Regions from separate parts of the Mus musculus genome. Here regions 1, 3 and 4 are each linked to region 2. A link is a contact called in public ChIA-PET and Hi-C data. All regions are on one chromosome and are shown on one strand. Each heading gives the region's core, a stretch centred on a gene start, on an enhancer-like site or on the middle of the called end of the contact. The rest is flanking DNA. Distances are from core to core; before and after follow the strand shown. Region 1 holds the start of 9230112J17Rik (RIKEN cDNA 9230112J17 gene). Region 2 overlaps Thsd4 (thrombospondin, type I, domain containing 4). Region 3 overlaps Lrrc49 (leucine rich repeat containing 49). Region 4 has its middle 26 kb from the start of 9230112J17Rik.

Region 1 (2,779 bases), core at 184-2,683, 270 kb after region 2:
GTTTTTAAGTAAATTACAAGGGGAGATTATATGGCTCCTGGTTAGTTTAATATCACATGAAGAAGAAGACAGCATGTTTACCACAGAACTGTAACTCTAGTTCAACAACTGAAACAATGATTATTTTGATGACTGTATTAAATGTTCAAGTCTTCGTGGACACTTGGTTAGCATGTGCACATCTCTGTTTTGCCATCTTCATCCCTCCCTCAACCCCATGGAAGGATAAAGGCGAGGAGAATGAGGTGGACCATGGCTAGCCACAAAAGACAAGTTCCAGAAAGTTCCGGTCACAATGGGCTCCCAGTGAAGGGCTTCACACCCTGGGCTGTGTCCAGGTGACTGCCTGACCCCTAGCTCCTTCTGTCATAAATTTTGTGTCAGGGCTTCACAAATAGCAGAAACGACCAGCAGCCTGCTCAGTAGACTAATTCTGATGTTAGCATAACCACATGCCCTGTTTGTTCAATGCAATCATGCTCTTCAGATGATCTCCCAGGCTCCTTACCAACTATGGCTCCCTGTCACACTTGAATGTGCTGCAGTTTGGGAACAAATTAAATGATCTTCACTTTTAAGGCCCAACACCTTCATCTATCTCTTTCTTCCTTTGTTCTCTTCCATGGAGATTCCCCACCACCATCACCCCACCCCACCCCCAGCTTAAAACTCCTTCATTTGGAAGAAAACGCTAAGATCTCGTCCCTACATTCATAGTACCCACAGAAATGACATGTGACGATCCTTTCTGTTTACCCACCCCCAAACCCAGAAAACTGTCACCTGAATGCTCATCAAACCTGGTCCCGGTGCTAAAGAAAGGCAGAAAGTATTTGTTAATGTTTATTTGGAAAATAAAAAGGCATTTGTACATGTTGCCAGGGTTCCTCTGGAAAGTATCCAGGAACCGTTCAAGAAACTCCATTTCCGGGCGTGTTTCTTTAAGGCAACATGGTGGGGCTCAGAAGGGGTGCATAGGGCACCGCCATTGGCTGTGGGTCTTGCTATGTGGATCTACCATTAAAGGATTGCAAAGGAAGGAGTTGAGAGGAAAGAGGGCATGGACTTCCGCGTGCTCCTCTGCCCTCAGAAGCCTTATCAGGTAACTCACAGGCTTCCCTGCTTCCGGGGTGTGGGCGTGGGTAAACAGTGTTCTGCAGGGAAAGGGGGTGTGTTCTGGGATTGGGGAGTAAACCTGTATTTCTGGTGACTCTGGAGCTCCTATTTGAGGCTATTTTGCCCCTAGGAACTTGCCTGGGAGCTCAGAGGGTTCTTACCTTCTTCAGGAGCTGGAGAAGAAGCAAGACCACCTGGGGCTGACATCACGGGGGACCGGCAGTGTACAGCAACAGGTCAGCAGCTGTAGTCAAGACATTCCAGCCTCTGCAGACGGCCAGCTCCTCTGGAGTCACTACTGGTGGTTATTTCTAATCCATCCCTGCGAGAAGAGAAGCAAAGATCCCTGGGAAATTGCTGAATCATGTGCCTAGCACTGTTCAAGCTGCATCTATCTGAGTATGAAATATGAGCCCGGCTACGCTTAAAAATTATCTTAGATCATTTAAAATTTGATAGATGTTAACAATAGAAAAAGAGTCTTAATTCTGGCTGAACTTCCATTCAGAGGGAGGCTCTGCCAGGTGTTTGATGAAGAAGAACTGACCTAGTTCTTACATAGACCTTCCTGGCTAACAGAGACTCGCATGGAATCCTTATGGTCAGGTGGCCAGGTGCTTCTCATGCTCAGATGAGCCTCATTTTCACATCCACCCCCCCCCCCCACACACACACACACTGCACATGTTGACCGCAGAGAGACTAGGGGCACTTGATAAGGCGCTGGAAAGGCTGTACCTTGTAGTATTCTGAGATATAATCTAGTCTATGTCTAGAGGGAAGCTGGCTTCCTCTTCCCTTATGACTACTGGGTATATCCAGGTCAGCTGGTAGGGCAGATAAGGAAGGTGTCTGTCTGGGTCAAATCCTGAGATAAGACCTTCAGTAGATAAAGTTTACATAGGTGTCTGTATAGAACACAGCTCTCACCTCAAAGGAAACAAGGTGGGGTAAATTCTGAAGCCAAATGTGAGTGATAGTGACTGAGAAACTAAATCAGATTATTTCAGTGCCATGGTCCAATGTGGTGACAAAATAATTAAGTATTTACAGGAACAGGACAAAGAATGTCATGAAAAAAAAAGTCATGAAAAATGTCATAGATGGGTTACAGAAAAGCAGGGGAGTGTCTGTAATGGGTCTCGGATGCTCTTGGATGAATCCTAGCCTTTGGGTTGGTGGGAGATAGAGGTCTGCTTGTACATCTCCTAGAGCCCCAGAAAAAGATTTACCTAAGGCAAAGGGTGTTAGGAAAACACAGAGGCGGGTCACGCGTGGATTTAAGGAGTCTAACAATAGCTAAGATCCTTTGGGTACAAACCTACTATGTTCTGGCTCTCCTCAGTCAGGAATTCAACCAATCAACCTTGGAGAACTCCGTTCACGAGGGCCCGAGAGACTGCGGAGGTGAAATGATTATTAAAAGTCCTTCCCTGGGAGAGACGTAAACAGCATCTGCCCCTCCTCCTGAGGTCCTGACAACAAACCAAGATACAGTTCACCAAAGTTCCCCAGGGGAACCCAAGAGTATTAACCCATGAGAGGGTTATGGGCAGGTCTCACTGGAAGGTCTGTGGCACCCAGCTGTGAGGACAGGTTCCCCGTGACTACATAGATGGAGCCCTGCCCCCTCGTCCTTCCCCACCTGTATTCTCTAGTCCAG
Region 2 (2,700 bases), core at 76-2,575:
ATGTGGTTCCAGGAATCAAACTCACATCTTCACGTTTTCAGGTTGAATACTTTGTGACTGTGCTATCTGTTGGCAATTTTTCTGCCTCCACCCAACAGCAACCTAGCATCAGGTCGCTTCATGAGCCAGGATCCAGGCATCATAAGACCACTAGTTACCACATTCTCATTCATATTCTCTCTCTCTCTCCCTCTCTCCTTTGTTGTTCTTTCTCTGCCTCTACCCCCTTTCCCACGTCTCCTTCCCTTCTCCCAATAAACTTCCTTTTATATCTGGCTGATTGTTTAGGTAGACACCTAGGCACAGGCCCACCCAGACTCCCCCCACCCCACCACATTGCACCATGGTTTTATAAAACACAACACCATCTCCCCAATCCTTATTTCTTTTTACAAATTATATGAACATATTGAGCTCAGTATGAAAGCGGTAGCTTTGTATAACTGATGCAATGCTTTGGGAAAAGTGAAGCAGACACTAGGTGGCGTAGTGCACCCCCAGTGACCCACTCACCCTCCTCCTGGAATTTATCTTTACCCTAAAATCTGAGAGCGTTTCCCTTCATCATCCGAAAAAGGAAGCAAAATACAATCTGAGATCTTCTGTATTGAACCATTAGGAAAACGACCAAGGAAGAAAAAACAAGTTATGAAAACGATCCCTTTTAAGCTTGCAGCCACACTGTCACCTCATGGAAGCCCTCTGTTGGGCCATATGATTTGTAGCGAGAAAAAGCATCAAACCAGGGAGCCTACAGCAGATCTGAGAATGTTTCCCTAACCCCGTGGTCGCCCAGACAACAAAGTCCCACGATCATCATCCCCCCCCCCCCCTTCTGCAGTAGGGCGGCCCTTGTTGTTGTTGTTTTAAATGTTAATGAGGTGAGCCTCATTGCTCTCTCCCAGCTCAGCCTTTCAGCTCTTCCAACCTGAGGCAAAAGCGCCCTGACCAAGCCTTCAAAGGCCCCCAAACAGAATACAGGCAGCCTCTGGAAACAACTTGACCCTAGGCCTGCAGACAGAAGAGTAGAGAACTAAGAAGAAAAAGAAAGACAACAAAACCTTAAAGCTTGCAAACTTGACTCCTAAAGCATCCAGTACTATGATGCAAATACACACACACACACACACACAAACACACAAAAACACACACAGGGCTTAAGAAACAAAAGACAAGGGGCCAAATCCACCTCAAACAAGGAAAGAGTGAGCTAAGGCTTTTATCCTTTCAAACGCCAACTCTCAGAGAAGCCCTGGTCTCCCTGAAGTTCTCCATAGAAAACCTAACTGATTTAAAGCTAGGAAGCCGACATTTTACAAAGTCCTCTCTGCCTCTCCCAAGGACTGAGTGATCCAGTCCTAAGGAGCAGGAAGTCTGGGGCAGTGGTACCTGTAAACGGTCTCTTTCATGTGGGAACATCTCCATCTGCTGGAAACTCCGATGTCTGCATTAAAGGCACAAAGTTAAGTTTTGTTTTTCCTGTAAATATATCCATTTCTAGTTTCTCTCAAGTACCTGTCACTATCTGACTGAAAGCAGCTGTCCCTCTTCCTTTTCCTAAGGTCCCTGGTGGCAATGTTTATCTGTGATATTTACGGGACAGCCCCAGCCCAGGGTTAGACATGTCCTTCCCATCTGTCTTCCCTGACAACAGGACATCCTTAGGTCAGTCCTAAAAACCTCTACAAAACCCTCCTGAGTCAGGAGATTGTCTGCCTGAAGGTCAGAGGTTTCTGAACTCCAGGGAGTTGGCATTCCGTTGAACTATGGTCTTAGCTTCTTACACCACCTGAGTGCCTTTATTTGTCAGGGCTAACTGTTCAATAACAACCATTTCATCTTTGATTTCAAAAGTACACAGATTTACACACATGTGGGTGAGGAGGGCAAGGCTGGGTTTGCCATTCTGGTATATTTGATGTGAGAGTTCTACTCCAGAATGCTGGCATTCTTTATATGAATGCTGGAGTTCTTCAACCTTGATGGAGTGCCTCAAAAACAGCCTGCCACACTTTAGATCATAAAGTCTTCCTGAGCCATGTTAATGGCTTGGTTCCCAAGGTGGTGCTGGTGGGAGGTCTTCAGGTTATTGAGGGCCCCTCTGAAAGGGATTACAGGGCTCCTCATTTCTCCTTCTCCTCTTCCTCCTCTTCTTCCCCCCCACCCCCCAGCTTCCTGGTCATAAGGTGAGTAGATTTGTTCTTTAATAATCAATCCTACCATAATATAATCCTGGCTCAAAGCAAAGGGCAATCATCTCATGTACTGGAACACTGACATCTGTGAGACAAAAGCCAACCTTTCAATGTAGTGACAGAAAGCCGAGTAATGCACAGCTCTGGAAGGCCCAGTGCCCACAGGACAGAGAGCACCAGGCTCCTCCTCTTTCTCTTCCGTTGGCAGCTCTCTAAGCATCATCTTCCTCTTTCCTCAGCATCTCACTCCATTCTGATGTTCTCTTTATTTTTGTTGCTTTTTAAAAGTCTTTTTTAATTATTTTAAATGCATACATACACATTTAAATTTACATACACATGTGAGTGTGGGTGACCAAAGTGGGCACTAGATCTTCTAAAGTTGGAATTACAGACAGTTGTGAGCTGCCCAGCATGGGTGCTCAGACACCAACTCAGGTCCTCAGCAAGAGCAATGCATTCTCTTAACTTCTAAGCCATTCCTACTGCACCACACTCCACATGA
Region 3 (2,758 bases), core at 123-2,622, 400 kb after region 2:
ATAAGAAGAACTGAAAAGCAATGCAGACACTTCACACCTATGAGGAGTCAGAGCGGGCTGAGGCAGCAAGGTACTCATCTTAATATTTAAATTCTTGCTCTCCCACTGCACACACAGAGCAGTGACAGGCGCATAAATGTCTTACTTTAGAGAAAAGCAGTTCTACTTCCAACCTTAGGTCAAAGTGTGTGTTGGGGTGGAGGGGGCAGTGCCAGGCACAGTGGCACATGACTATAGTCCCAACTACTTAAAAGGCTAAAGCGAGATGATTGATCACTCGTGTCCAGAAGTTTGGGAATTCAGAGAGAGCTTGAGGCAACAGAGCAAGATGATGCTTTAAAATAAAAAATAAAAGAATTTAAATTTCATTGCTAAAATTGAAACTGCCCTGGTGGTTAGGTCTACCCATGCTCTTCTCACTGCTGCCCTCTACGGCTACTCTGCCTGCCTTGCTGCCCACAAGCACACTCTTAGCATGAAAAGTACCTCTTATTTTCACGGTTCCTATGGGTGCTACAGATTCACACCATAACTACTCAGTAGGGAGAGAGGAATGACATAAAACCTCACCTTTACCACCAAGTGTCTTGTCTATCATTACCTATTCCTCTTGTCATTATTTATTGTCTCAAAGAGCAATGTCTACCTCGGCAGTGCTTCCAGAAGGCAAGCCACAGTGCACACTTAAACCTCGTGAATGTCTAACACTTTCAGACCTCAGCTGACATCATTGCCAGAACAAGAACTCCATCACCACCCAACTCAGTCTAACTTACTGATAAGAATAGTCTCCCTCTCCCACCCAGCACCACTGCAGCACGGCTTTAGCTCTTTTCCCCCTTCAGACATAGCACACTCCCCACAACCCCCTTATTTGTCTCTCCTAAAACCTCAGAGCCTATTCTTTTCCTGGAAATCAATTTAATCTACCAGTACTCCTAGTTCACTTCACTCGAACCATGTGCATCCTTGTGGACTCATGACCTTCACTGAGAGCAGGGTATGCCATACTATTCATCAAACCATGTGTGTCCTTGTGAACTCAAAAGCCTTTTCCTAAGGCCGGGTACTTCAAACCATCCTAGCTAACATCTAAATGTCTGGTTAACAGATGATTTCTCTTTTCACTTTATTTTGGTTTGGGGTTTGTTTGTTTGTTTGTTTGTTTTGCTCCTGATATTCCTAGACCACTTGGAGGAAGTTACAGGAGCCCAGCCATATGGCTTAGGCAGAGTCTTGCTTTCCAACAGCAATCTGACCTCATGGTTGCTAGAGAATTCACTGATCCCATTCTGTCATCTGGCCTAAAACAGTGGGTCAAACTCTTATGTGAATCAGACTTAGCTGGAGAGCTTGCTAAAACATCAGTGCTCAGCTCCTCCTACGCTCCTTTGAACTAGTTTTGTCCTCCAGCTGGTTCTCATACTGAGTTATGCAAACACTGGTTAAGCTACCTATCCAGAAATAGGGTGTGTGTGTGTGTGTGTGTGTGTGTGTGTGTGCACACACGCATGCTCGAGCGCGGGGTGGGGGGTGTTGAGGAGGCATATGTATGTGCATATGTGTGAGCACTGTGATGTATGCGTATGCATATATGTATGTGCATATGTATGTGTATGTGGTGTGTGTGTGTAGACACTCACTTGTGTGTATGGAGGTCCATATTGTGTCTGAGGTTGATGTGAGGATATCTGGCTCTATTCACTTCTCTCTTGGTTGTTGTTGTTTGGTTTTTTCTTTTTGAGACAGGATGTTTCTCCAAACCTGAAGGTCACCATTTTGAGTATACCACCTGGCCAGCAAGCCTCAATAATCTGCCTGTCTCCACTCCCTATCACTGGGGTTACAAGTGCATATAATCATGCCGGGCATTTTTAAGTGGAGACCTCATGTCCTCATGCTTGTTGGCGAGCATCTGAGCCATCTCTCCAACCCCAGTATTATGCATTTAACATTTCGAAACTTATCTCCAGGGATAAGAAAATTTGTCTTCACCCAGAACACTCTGATATAGAGGCCCAGTTATCAGAGCTCTCTGATCTGGGGTCTCAATGGGACCCATGTGCTCTTAAACAGAGCAAAGTGGGGCTGGAGGTTCTTGGGAAATCATGTAAATGACATCAAACCTGAGACCAAGGTCGAAAGGACACAAAGGCAACAGCACTGAAGAAGCTCCCCTGGCCATCTGAACCTAGAAGCTTATCAGCACTGGTTCCACTGCCTGGGGGATTTTCAAAAGAAGCTGGAGAAATCTGTTCTGACTAACGGGGGACAGAAAGCCATCCACAAGACACAGCTGGAGATGCTCAGTCAGGTCCCTTCTGCTCTCCAGAGCTCACCAGAGTGTACCAGAGCACTCCTTAGGACTTCTTTTTTTTTTTTTTTCTTTTTGAAGAGGGAGGGAGGGGAAAGGAGGGAGAGGGAGAAGGGGAAGGGGAGGGAGGAAAGCACTTTCTTTCTTTTTTTTTTAAGATTTATTTATTTTATGTATGTGAGTACGCTGTCACTCTCTTCAGACACACCAGAAGAGGGCATCTGATCCCATTGCAGATGGTTGTGAGCCACTATGTGGTTGCTGGGAATTGAACTCAGAACCTCTGGAAGAGCAGCCAGTGCTTTTAACCACTGAGCCATCTCTCCAGCCCTCCTTAGGACTTCTGTCAGATGTTCCAGCCAGAAGCACTGGCAGCTGATTTTGGAATCAGAGGTATCTGCTGTGGATACTTGAGGAACACCTGATCTTGGAGAATGTAGCTAG
Region 4 (2,700 bases), core at 77-2,576, 290 kb after region 2:
TTAAAGCTTTTTAGACAAGCTTTCTTTGAATGTTTCTTCTTGTTGCAAAACCATTTCCTCATATTAATACAGGCCTATATCATTTGGCATCTGATCAAGTAACATCGGCGGTGTAGGTGGGTCGTGTTGCAGGGCCTCCTTACCTGACTTCAGGGACTGGCTCGGAGGCACTTGACTCAAATGACACCATTGGTCAAAACACTGGTCTCAAAATGTGCTAGGCAGAAGACTCCTCCAGGAGCCTGTTCACAGGTTGGTATGGAGACAGACAGCTCAAATTAAAGACTTCTCATAGCTCATCTAAGAGCAATGCTCTGAGGAAGGCATTCCCAGGCCAGTCTTCAAGAAATGTTTCTCAGGGTAACAAATCAATCTTGGCCAACCCTTAGGAAAGCGTCTTGCCAATTCTGAACCAAGTGCTGCTTGTGTCTTGCATAGCTCCCTTGAAACGGTCACCATCACCAACGTAAGTTCTCAGGACAGGTACCCAGCCACTGTTGAATGAGATGGGCAGAGCTGATGGAGACTTGCGATGAGCTGCCAAGGTGTCCTTGTAAGCCTGTTAAGAAATCAAAAGTTCAGGCTGGAAACGTGGCTCATATGGAGATAAGGGTAAAAAGCACTGTCTATGCATACATGAGGACCTGAGTTCAAATCCTCAGTACTTACATAAAAAGTCAGGACCACTCATGTATGACTATAACCACATCACTAGGGAGCAGACACAGGCAGATCCAAGGTGCTTGCTAGCTAGTCATCCTAGCTGAAATGGTGAACTCATGGAATAAAGGCAGAGAGCGATAGAGAAAGACTACCAGTGTAATCCTGTGGTCACACACACACCGGTATAAACACACACAGACACATGAATTTGCACATACATGTACACTCATATACCACACATATGCACTGCCTCACACAACATCCAACAACAATGACAAGGAGATTTTATGCATGATGAGGGACACGTTTCCACTGAGAGAGAGAGAGAGAGAGAGAGAGAGAGAGAGAGAGAGAGAGTCTGTCTTTGAGAGGCATTTCCAGCATTTGGTACACATGCTTTGCATTTTTATTCTCTTCTGCCTTACAGCACTTTCATCATGCCTAATGATTTCCATCTTTGGCCACTGCAATACCCGTGAGGTCTTCTTATCTAGTATCAAGAGTACATATTTTCCTCTTCTGCTCTCTTTGTTGTGCACACATGGTGACTTTGATAAGATGTAACGGTTGTCTGTTAGGAAGAGCCACCATGGGATTGCTCCGAATGCTCTTTGATGCTTGCTTCTAAAGGTCTGAGCTTGGCATCTGGGAGTTGCACAGGCCGGCAGCATAGAGATATTGGAAGAGCAGGATGCAGAGCTGCTGCCCTGGTTTTGTCAACTTGACACAAGCTAGATTCATCTGAGAAGGGGAAATCTCGTTAAGAAAGATGTTCCCATCGGATTGGCCCAAGTGTAAGTCTATGAGCGCATTTCCTGGTTAATGATCAATGTAGTAGAGACATCCCACTGTATGTGTGTTGGGTGGGGGAGCAGCTCACTGTGGGTGGTGGTATCCCTGGGCAAGGGGTCCTTGGGTGTATAAGAAAGCAGCCTGATCAAGCTATGAGGAGTAAGCCAGTTAGCAGTGTTCGTCCATGCCTCTGCTTCAGGGTCCTGCCTTGAGTTCCTCAGATGAAGGTCTGTGCTAAAACTGTAAAGGGAAACAAGCCTTTTCCTCCCCAAGTTGTCATGATGTTTTACTACAGCAACAGAAACTAAATAAGACAGATACTAAGAATGGGGACTGTCTGTGAAACGGGTTTATCTACAAAGACCGTGGGAAATCTTTAGCAGTCAACTGATATTTTACTAACTGCCAGAGACAGAACAACAAAGGAGAGAGACACTCCCAAGGAAACTTAGGCCACAAGAACAGGTACGTAGAAAAACATCACATGACACAATTGAGTGCCCAAAGAAAGTAGAACTTCCCACTTCACCATGTGTATTCTATGTTGGCAGTGGTCACTGTTCATGGGAATCACACAGCCATGCGTCATGTCTGCCATGTGTTAAAGACTCAGTAGATTTCTGCTGAGTATACTTTTTTCAAAGCCTTTATCTCTGTTGTGATTATCCCCATCTCACAAAACTGGCTAGAGGATGGCTCAGTGGTGAAGAGTGCTTGCTGCTCTTGCGGAGGACCCAAGAGTGGTTCCCAGAAGCCATGTCTCCAGCTCTAGGAGACCTCTTCTGGCCTCTGTGGACACTGCATTCAGGTCGTATACACACATGCAGACACACATAAATACAAATAAAAATATACCTGTAAAAGGAAACTTGTTGGAAGAGAAATGATGAGTGAATCAACATTACAAGGTAAATGAACTAAAATAGTGAGCTGAGGCCAGTGTACACACGGGATGGAAAGAACACTCCAGGGAGAATCTACGAACCAATGGTTTTACCCATGCACAAGGACCATCCTGTGACCTGAAAGCACAATTGTAGGTTAGCAATTCTATATAAAGTTTGGGCTTCAGGGAGGGGCAGGAGCAAGGGCTCAGCAGTTACACATAGGAGCTGCTCTTCCAGAGGACCCAGCACTGGTTCTCAGCACCCACACGGCAGCTCACGACCATCCACAACTCCAGTTCCAGGGGATGTGTTGTCATCCTCCGACCTCCACAGACTCCAGGCATGCAGATGATGCACA

Evidence for each region. ChIA-PET counts read pairs in DNA pulled down with a chosen protein or histone mark. A called contact is a pair of places that touch in the nucleus more often than the background predicts.
Region 1: a contact with region 2 is called in a Hi-C map of the G1E-ER4 cell line, with 4 times the contacts expected there. The contact joins the promoter of 9230112J17Rik here to the enhancer-like site in region 2. A contact is called at or near these places in 2 of 15 datasets of contacts at CTCF or cohesin (the G1E-ER4 cell line and hippocampal excitatory neurons), 16 of 484 Hi-C or Micro-C datasets (ECoMG-derived neutrophils, the G1E-ER4 cell line, cortical neurons and 7 more), 8 of 115 datasets of contacts at active chromatin or transcription factors (T-cell acute lymphoblastic leukemia, a colorectal cancer cell line, embryonic basal ganglia and 4 more) and 1 of 9 other capture datasets (embryonic stem cells).
Region 3: a Hi-C map of uterus shows a contact between it and region 2, with 2.7 times the contacts expected there. The contact joins two enhancer-like sites. A contact is called at or near these places in 4 of 39 promoter capture datasets (the 3T3-L1 cell line, the SN4741 cell line, cranial neural crest and 1 more), 2 of 484 Hi-C or Micro-C datasets (nephron progenitors and uterus), 15 of 115 datasets of contacts at active chromatin or transcription factors (SST interneurons, VIP interneurons, bone marrow-derived macrophages and 7 more) and 3 of 9 other capture datasets (embryonic stem cells, macrophages and pancreatic islet).
Region 4: a contact with region 2 is called in an SMC1A ChIA-PET map of the G1E-ER4 cell line, with 8 read pairs. The contact joins two enhancer-like sites. A contact is called at or near these places in 1 of 15 datasets of contacts at CTCF or cohesin (the G1E-ER4 cell line), 2 of 484 Hi-C or Micro-C datasets (the G1E-ER4 cell line and cochlea) and 3 of 115 datasets of contacts at active chromatin or transcription factors (T-cell acute lymphoblastic leukemia, embryonic basal ganglia and embryonic stem cells).

The regions. Positions count from the first base shown.
Region 1 is chr9:60,544,449-60,547,227 of GRCm38.p6, forward strand. It overlaps 9230112J17Rik (RIKEN cDNA 9230112J17 gene), which reads right to left and starts at 1,434. Exons shown (of 4, transcript NR_040464.1): 1 at 1,278-1,434.
Region 2 is chr9:60,275,131-60,277,830 of GRCm38.p6, forward strand. All of the region lies in intron 6 of Thsd4 (thrombospondin, type I, domain containing 4), which reads right to left. Among named protein-coding and RNA genes, the nearest start is that of 2010001M07Rik, 58 kb to the right of the region's middle. Within about 2 kb of position 1,326, at least 23 of the 459 cell types and tissues checked have an H3K27ac peak or open chromatin away from gene starts, as enhancers often do. A contact at or near this core is called in the G1E-ER4 cell line, cortical neurons, nephron progenitors and 1 more, where this site is marked.
Region 3 is chr9:60,671,374-60,674,131 of GRCm38.p6, forward strand. All of the region lies in intron 6 of Lrrc49 (leucine rich repeat containing 49), which reads right to left. Among named protein-coding and RNA genes, the nearest start is that of Lrrc49, 15 kb to the right of the region's middle. Within about 2 kb of position 1,373, at least 4 of the 459 cell types and tissues checked have an H3K27ac peak or open chromatin away from gene starts, as enhancers often do. A contact at or near this core is called in uterus, where this site is marked.
Region 4 is chr9:60,570,040-60,572,739 of GRCm38.p6, forward strand. No RefSeq gene overlaps it. Among named protein-coding and RNA genes, the nearest start is that of 9230112J17Rik, 26 kb to the left of the region's middle. Within about 2 kb of position 1,327, at least 3 of the 459 cell types and tissues checked have an H3K27ac peak or open chromatin away from gene starts, as enhancers often do. A contact at or near this core is called in the G1E-ER4 cell line, where this site is marked.